2 separate regions of the Hordeum vulgare genome follow, and region 2 is linked to region 1. A link is a contact called in public Hi-C data. All regions are on one chromosome and are shown on one strand. Each heading gives the region's core, a stretch centred on a gene start, on an enhancer-like site or on the middle of the called end of the contact. The rest is flanking DNA. Distances are from core to core; before and after follow the strand shown.

Region 1 (4,248 bases), core at 697-3,196:
CCTGCAATAAGAATCAGGGACAATGCCAGGTCAACACAGTGCAATGTCAAAGTTGTACAGAATGAGGAATACAAATACACTTCCTTCAAAATGGGCATACCTGTGCTTCAGTGAACTTGATGTCAGGGGAGGAACAAAGTCCAGCAAGATCGTGCTCCATGTATTCAAACACTAAATAAAGGCTGCATGATAACCGAGAAGTAATCAAGCCTTCCAGCTTCATGACATTTGGATGATCAAGCCTTCTCAATATCTGTATCTCCCTCGCCATGAATCTGACACTCTCTGGCTCAAAATTGTCGAACCGCACCTTCTTCAGTGCGACAATCTTTCCAGTGTCAAGATCACGTGCCCTAAATACGCTGCTGTATGTGCCTTGCCCAACCTGCACAAATGTGTGTATTGGAGAAATAAAGCGCCGGTTAAAAACTGTACATCACAACAACAACAAGCAAAAACATCAAAAGACAATTTTATCATGTGATCCACAGCTACATCCTGCTTGCTGCAAATATACCCTAGTGCTACCAAATTAGCAGTCAGTGACTGCATCGTTACCAGCTTGACAATGACAGCATAGAACAAATGGTAGAAAGTGAATTTCCCACCTAAAAATTGTCATAGCTGACAGTAGGAGGCACCAAATCCCCCATGTTACCCCCCCCCCCCCCCTCTCTGAGTTCTGATCATTAACACAACACAATCCTAGTACTTGTTTATTCTTCATGTCTTAGTACATCACCCAACAAGGCAGTACTATACTAATATAAGATTCCATAAATATGCCTACCACCACACAAATAGCAAATCCAATAACCGTTTTCGTTCTAAGCATTCCAATGCATGGTAAAAAAAATTGCAATGGAAAATGACCTAGTATTAAACTGAATCTGGCAGGAAACCTGAAGCGAAAGCGGCACAGTACCTTCTCAAGCTTCTCAAAAGAGTCGGCTTTGAGAGGGATCCAGCCTTGGATGGCCTCCCCGGCAACGGCGCTGAGCCAGGACGGCCACCCGGCGGCCACCTGCTCCCCCTCAAGGCTCCTCCGGAGGTTCCGCAGCCGGAAGCTCCGGGACGCGGCCGCCACGGCGACGACGGCCTTCCCCGGCTCCTCCGCGTCGTCCTTCTTCTCCACCAACCTCGCCGCCGCAGCCGCAGCAGCAGCAGCCGAGCTGCGCAGGGAAGAGGCGGATACGGCAGCGGGCTCCGGCGCGCGGTCCCGGAGCACGCCGGACGAGTCGGCCGCCGGCGTGACCGAGACGATGGCCTTCTTAGACGCGACGCAGCCCATCTCGGCGGCGCGCTAGCACGGCAGCACCAAACACGTCAGACCATACACGGCGAGCCCGCCTTCCACCGGTCTGAAGCTCCTCACTGACGCATTGGATGGATAGAGGGGAACAGGAAGAATCAAGAGGAAACCGACCGAAGGCTCGGCCGAAAGGCGTGGTGGTCACGGGGCAAGCACGGCCGGCAGGGGTGAAGAACAAGTCGGGATTGACCTGGGGAGTAATAAATGGCGCTCGCCACCAGCAAACACAAAGAAAGGAGACGAAACGCTGACGTCGCCCACCAGCTCCGCCGATTAGGACAGATCGAGACAGCGGCCGGCCGCGGAGCCGTGATCGGCAGGGAAGGAGAGAGGGTTCTGGGCGGCAAAGCACGAGACACCCGTTGCCGCCAGGCGGAAAAGAAAAGCTACGGCGGCCTTTCTTAGAAGGCGGGCGGGCGACGGATCAAGTAGCCGCTTGGCCTGAAGAACAGAAACGAGGCCGTGACCGCCGGCAAGCCGCGTCGCCGGAGTAGCGAACAGATCAAGAAACGGAACGGAATTTATTTGGGGCGGGGGTGGGGAGGGAGCAAGCAAAGGAAAGCTCCCCTGGATGAGTGGCGCGGAGGACGGAGTAGTGGGGGCGGGCTCGCAGGTGGGAACGGGGGCTTTAAATGGTCCTTCCAACGCGAAGAGAGGGTGGTCGCGGTGGACTGGTGGTAGACGACGGCGCTTTTTTCCCCCTGCTTGCTTTCCAAAAAATGGTAGACTTACGGAAACTTTTTATAAGATTTAACGGACTGGTCTTTCTCCACACTAATCTCTCCTCCTGATTTTTGGGTGGGCCCACTTCATCTTAGTCTCCAATCAATACATTCCACCTCATCTCAGCCTATAAAACTAAAACTTCCGTACATGTAGCATTGCTCCTTGCTTTCTCGGGGCATCCCTTCTCTCCTATGCACTCTGTGCTGTGCACCCCGCGCACACCCAACTCGAGCGCACGACCACATCTACGCTCCTCTGGATTTTGTTCGTTTGGAACGGACAATGAGGTTATATCCAATACTTTTCTGAAATGTTCCAGACGTGACCGACCAGATCTGTCCGCATAGAAAAAGAAGGCTTGTGCCACCGACGGACGGGTCAGGGGAGGACAATCACGCGCGTCCGGTCTGTTCGCGCGCTGTCCGTTTTACCCTAAAGGCGGTCCAAACTTGCGCGGGATGGGTCAAAAACGGACAAGAAACGGACAAAGGTCGGTTTGCGTCCGCGTGTTGGGTCGTCTGGTATGTCCATTTTCGGCCCATTTTTAGCCTGATTTGCGTCAGCGCGGACACGAGACGGACGAGCGCGGCGCCCGCTTGCTCTTTCCTCTCACCCGCTAGTCGGTGGCACATTGGTCATCCTCTCCCACCCCATATCAATAGCAGACCATCGCCCGCCTTCGTCGTGTCGTCGCCGCCACCCATTTGTCGGTGCTGACACACCTCCCCTTAACGTCGCCACCTCGCCGCCAACACCGTCTCACCGCCGGAACTTCTCGAGGCCAGCCACCTGATCCAAGGTAGGCGCGCGTCTCTTCGTCGGTCAGCTCCTTCGACGACGCCCACAAGTTGTTCGACAGTTTGCCAAGGTATAAAATGGACTCCGCCGACGAGTTTTTTTTTCACAATTTTCTTTGCAACTTCGACGATTCCTCATCCGGTGATGAGAAGGAGATCTTGGTTGCCATGTTGGTCCATCACCACCTTAATAGACAGCGATCGTTGTTCCGTGGCTCGATCCCGGGACACCTTCTGGCGTTGAATCGTAACCGAGAGAACAATCATTTTGTTCTTTGAAAGGACTACTTTGACACAACCAACTCACTGTTCAAACATCAGATTTTTTGACGGTGTTTTCGTGTGGCTAGGCATGTTTTTAACCGTATTAGAGAGGGGTGGTCGGTTACGATAACTATTTCGAGTGCAAAGAGGACTCCCTTGGAAAGATTGGCTTCTCATCTTATCAGAAATGCACTACAGCCATCCGGATGTTTGCAGACGGAGTGCCCAATGATCTCACTGATGAGTAAGTCCGTATAAACGAGTCTACATGCTTAGAGTTCATGTACAGGTTCTGCAAGACTATGATTGTTATGTTTTGTCTGAGTACTTGAGAGAGCCGACTCCTCAAGATACAATCCACCTGTTGGCAATGAATGCAAGCACGGGCTCCCCGGGGATGCTTGGCAGCATGGTCTGCATGCACTGGGAGTGGAGGAACTGCCCTACCGCTTGTCGAGGGCACTATAAGGGCCATGTGAGGGCTTGCATTGTCATATTTGAGGCCGTGGCCTCACAAGATCTCTGGATCAGGCTCTCTTTTTTCGACGACCGGATCACATAATGATATCAACGTGTTCCAAGGCTCATTGGTGTTTGCAAGGCTTGCGTAAGGCAACATCCCACCGGTGAATGTTACCATCAACGGCCACAACTATGGCAAAGGATACTACCTAGGTGACGGTATCTATCCTCAATGGACCACTATTTTGAAGACAATCCCTAGTCATGTTGGAGAGAAGAGGAAAATATTTGCCCAAGAGCAAGAGAGTGCTAGGAAGGGCGCCGAGCGTTCCTTTGATGTTTTGCAATCTTGATGGGGGCATCGTTTGGTACCCTGCTAGGACTTGGAGCACCAAAAAGATGTGGGAGATGATGACTACTTGTGTAATTATGCACAATAAGATCATACAAGATGAGCGTCCGGAATTTATCTATGATAAAGGGTTTCAGTTTCAGGGTGAGAATGTTGTACATGAGCATGGAGGCGCGGCAACGTTTGAACAGTTCGTCGAATTTCATTATGAAATGCGTGATTGGGAAACTCACATGCAGCTGCAAAATGATTTGGTTGAGCATATGTGGCCTCATGTTGGCAACCAATACATGTATCTTTTTTCATATGTACTTGAGACAATTTAATTTATTCAG
Region 2 (4,248 bases), core at 1,036-3,535, 160 kb before region 1:
AACCTCCTGGATTTTCCAAAGCTGGAGGAGGTGCTGGGCCATTGTCATCCATGCTACCTGAATTTTGGGAGATAATAATCTTCACATCCTCATCAATCACATGCTTCCCTAGGCTGCTGTTTTTCACAACTGCCACCCCACCATCCGATTCTGTGTTGCCAACTTCTAATGAAATTCTTCCATCAGTTGACTGAGTTTCTGGATCTCTTCTAGCATCATGCCAATCCTCCTCTGCCTCATAAAACTCATCCCCTGTGTCTACGGAAGCAACATCAGTCTCATCTCCGTCGTCACCTACCTCTTCTACTGCAGCAGCGGGCTTGAAGGAATGAGGGTCTGAAAAGAGTACCTGGTTCAGAAGCTCTATTCTTAGATTTCATAATGCACGAACAGAAAAGAAAATAGAAGAAAGGCATAGAAGCAGGTGCATTTAGTACCTCAGCTCGGAAGTCCCTTGGGAACTGATTATTCACATTCCACGCAGCATCAATATCATCACGATTCAATCCAAGGACATTTGATTGAATGAACGCAGTGTTGAACATGACGCGGAACATTGTTTCCTCACGATCTAGTTTTTCGCCAATGTGGATGCATTCAAGAACAACATCTCCCTGAACACAGCAAGAAGCGCTAATTTTCACCGTAACTTCAGCCTGCATTGCAACCATCTGTCAGAGTAGAATTTGGGTAGTGATAAATATCTCCACGGTTTAGGAGTAATCATTACCTGCCCATGACGCTGGAGATGTTTCTTGGTCTTGGGCGTCTCAAAAAGAACCTTTGCACTCTTGTTACCAGGACTCGAGTCTTGCCCGTGAATACGCAAATACGGCCTACAGCCCCCTTGGGAATCAAATCTAGGAACAGTGTGGAGAACTACAGAATCCAATATGAGAGGCCGGCTAATAGGAGGCCATTCTGAACCACTTCCATGTCTTGTTACGTAGTGCAAATACCTCAGATGAGAAGACTGGGGATTCAACTTTAGGAATTGCTGTATGAAGTCCCTGCGAGCCTGCTTGTAGACCATCTCTAGAGTCTTCTGCTCACCAGTGTACGTTTTCCTATATAGAAGTAGTCCAGCCAACATGAATGCAAGCACTGGCCATCCCCCTCTTTCACAGTGCATTAGAAGCATGTTCTGCTGCCCTTCCACTGACAGCCAATTTTCACATGATTTCAAGAAATGGTGGATCATCTCGAGCTGAAGGAGTGGGCATCCTTCATATTGCTGTGGGTAGTCCATGACAGTCATGTCATACTCAGACAATATATCTGAAATCCGGCTCCTCTTGTCCCCAGACCAGAAATTGGAGACCATGAATGACGCATCGGGAAAGTAGTCCTGCAACTGTGCAACTATGCCACTCAAGTAATCCCTGTACTCATCCTCGCCCATGGCATCTGCCGCGAAGCAACAGTCGAACACTGAAACCAACATACCGGTTGAAATTAGCACGATCTCATGCTCAAATTTGCATCGTTCAACTAAGACTAGAAAAATGGAGAAGAGATCAAGTGCTGGCATGCTAGAAGGAACCTCATCTTCACACTGCATAGGTACTAAGTTCATGTTTCTAGATACAGCAAAGTATTTCATCAACAGATAAGCACGCCATTATAACTAATAACTACTGGTTAAAGGGAGGGAGCACCAACAGAAAATGTGGACATCATGCAGGCACTAGACAATTGCTGCATGCTTATATAAGAGAAAATAATGCAATTAAATCCAAAGCTACCCTCAGGGCCAGCATGCGACAAGGGCAAGACAAAATTCGGATATGGAAAGAAATAAAAACCAGTTTAGGTCAAATGCAGCTAAATCTGAGACTCTGGGTCGTGTGCGCACAGAGTGACGACCCAGAACTGGACCGAATTCAACTTAACATCAAAAATTTACTAAATCTAGCTCGCCGTGCTTGGGAACGAACTGAATTCCAGCTCAAACAATAGCGATAAATCCGCTGAAAGCAACAGTTCCCCGGAGCCCGAAGAAGCACAAGCCGCGGCAAAAGTCCCAAAATCCCCCTCGGAACAAGCAAATCCCCGCACTCGGGCGGCACGGCTCGGCCCAGGGACGCGGGCATTATACCATAGACTCGCTCGGAGATCTCGAGCAGCCGATCCGGCGTCTTCTTGAGGAAGAACTTGCGGAACAGCGCCATCCTCCTCCTCCTCCTCCTCTTCCTCTGCTTCCCCCTTGGCCGCCTCCGCCTCCCCGGCGGCCGGCGAGCTCCTCTGACGCCTGGAGCGGCCACCGATCGGCTCCGATCGGGGCGCCAAAGGCATGGGGGCGGCCCCGCCCCCGCCGCCGGCGAGCTGGGGGCAGTGGTCCGCGCCCCCCTCGGCGAGATCTCGCGGCCGACGCTCGCTCGCTCGCTCGCCGCGGCCGCCCTAGGGTTCCGCGGTGGTGGTGGGGAGGCAGGCAGGCGGTCGAGGCGCCGTGCGATTGGGACTCCTCTTCCTCTACTGCTGCCGCTGCCTCTTCTCGTCTCGCTGTTTAAACTCTACTTTAATTTTTCCCTTTCTCTCCTCCCCTTGCTGCTAATCTTTCCTCTCTCTCCTTCTCGTCTCTCGCTACTCCTTCCTTCCTTCCTTGCCCAGTTTTTACTGCTACGGCCCCGTGCGCTTTTTCCGTTGCGTTTTCGGCGGCTTCCGCGGTGAATGTTTCCGGGAGGCCCGCGTGACAGCTGCCGTGCTCTGCTCGGCGACGCCGGCTGCCTCACTGGTCGTCGGGGCCGGCTGTGGTGGGGACGGAGTGTCAGCGGGCCGATGTGGACTGGTTAGGCATGGGTTGGCGTGCGGGCGCGGAGAGGATTGGGCCTCGGGGGGCTGTGCCGGTACGGACGTCTCCGGATTTTCCTTCTCTTTCCTTCCATTGCAGGCCAAGGACGGACGACTCGGATCTGGCCGAGTTTAGCCGACGATCCTGCGATTAATGAGTGGCGAGGTTGGTGTGGTGTGGGTGAGGGTGAGAAGAAGACGGTTGACATGGACTTCTATTTTTCGAGGATCATGTGCTGCTGGTCCGGAGCAAACTATATTACTACTGTCATTTGTGCCGAAGGTATTTGAGCTCAGGTGGATGCATCAGTTCTTCCTAAAAAAAGAGTAGTAGGAGTAGTACTACAGTATTATCTAATCAGAATATTTAGAGGATGGGATGATATTTTTGTATGACTGTAACGGACTAACGGATATATATACTTTGATGGGGAAGATGGTAGTAGTAGGAGTAGTGACAGCTGCCTCCAGGATCAGTTGGGCTGCTTCTATTCTTAACTAATTAATTGACTAAATAATAGAATAATACGTGTACATTTTATGTATAGCTCTCCAATGGGAGCAACATTTTGTTTGTAATGCGATTTATTAATGCATCCTCGCGGATGATGGAATGGCCTTTTGCACTGGACATGAAATGATTTATGTTTTCAGATGATGCACTTCTTAAATTGGAAAAAGGAAAAAGGATCCGTGGTGCTTGAAAAGCAAATTGCTGCATGACAAACGTATAGTACTAGTGTACTACTGCGGTATTACTAGTATTAAAATGTGACCACCAACAACCAACAATATTAGGACAAGAAACGGGTGACCCCAGCAGCATCTTATCTGCTAGGTCCGGCAAGCAGTGCATTATTGTCGCTTCTCCTTGCCGTGGAACTCATGTTATCAGCCCGCTGTTACGGAACAGCGGAAACTGACGCTCGCTGTGTTGTTACCAAATCTGATCATGAAGAACAGTCTAGCATGCGTCTCCAATACACGCGCTTCGCGCCGCGTTTAAAAATTGCGTTTGCAGCGCGCTTCGACTGGTTTAGCGCGGGGATAGGCGCTGGCTTCAGCAGCCGCGCTATAATGCAGCGCGCGCCGCTCCAGCAGTGCCCAAAAATGCAACGCGCACGGCACGCACAAACGACATATACATCACATATACATTTTAAAAAATAGACGTAAAAACGATCAAACAAACAAAATAAATCAACAATAAATCTATACCTCTATACCTAATAATAAAGCGGCTATTGATTCTGTCGGAAAACCCATCACGGTATTTTTATAAAAAGCCCCTGTAATTTTTGTTATTCAACCCGCGCTCCATCATTTATCTGCAACGCAAAAGGAAAAAAACGATTCGCTGCAAAAATTATACCCGTACGCATCGCCTCCTCCCGTCGACCCTTGGCCACCCTGGCATGTGCCCAGGCCGCCGCCACACCACTCGCCGCCGCGTCCGAC

The links. Hi-C and Micro-C count contacts between places; a contact is called where the count stands out from the background.
Region 2: a Hi-C map of seedling shows a contact between it and region 1, with 5 times the contacts expected there. The contact joins the promoter of LOC123425458 here to the promoter of LOC123425457 in region 1. A contact is called at or near these places in 5 of 6 Hi-C or Micro-C datasets (leaf, seedling and an unstated tissue) and 1 of 1 datasets of contacts at active chromatin or transcription factors (embryo).

The regions. Positions count from the first base shown.
Region 1 is chr2H:118,666,864-118,671,111 of MorexV3_pseudomolecules_assembly, reverse strand. LOC123425457 (protein IMPAIRED IN BABA-INDUCED STERILITY 1-like) reads right to left here and starts at 1,946. Exons shown (of 9, transcript XM_045109162.1): 1 at 926-1,946; 2 at 101-385; 3 at 1. The coding sequence starts at 1,291.
Region 2 is chr2H:118,829,644-118,833,891 of MorexV3_pseudomolecules_assembly, reverse strand. LOC123425458 (formin-like protein 5) reads right to left here and starts at 2,285. Exons shown (of 18, transcript XM_045109163.1): 1 at 2,099-2,285; 2 at 731-1,431; 3 at 438-656; 4 at 1-349. The coding sequence starts at 2,171.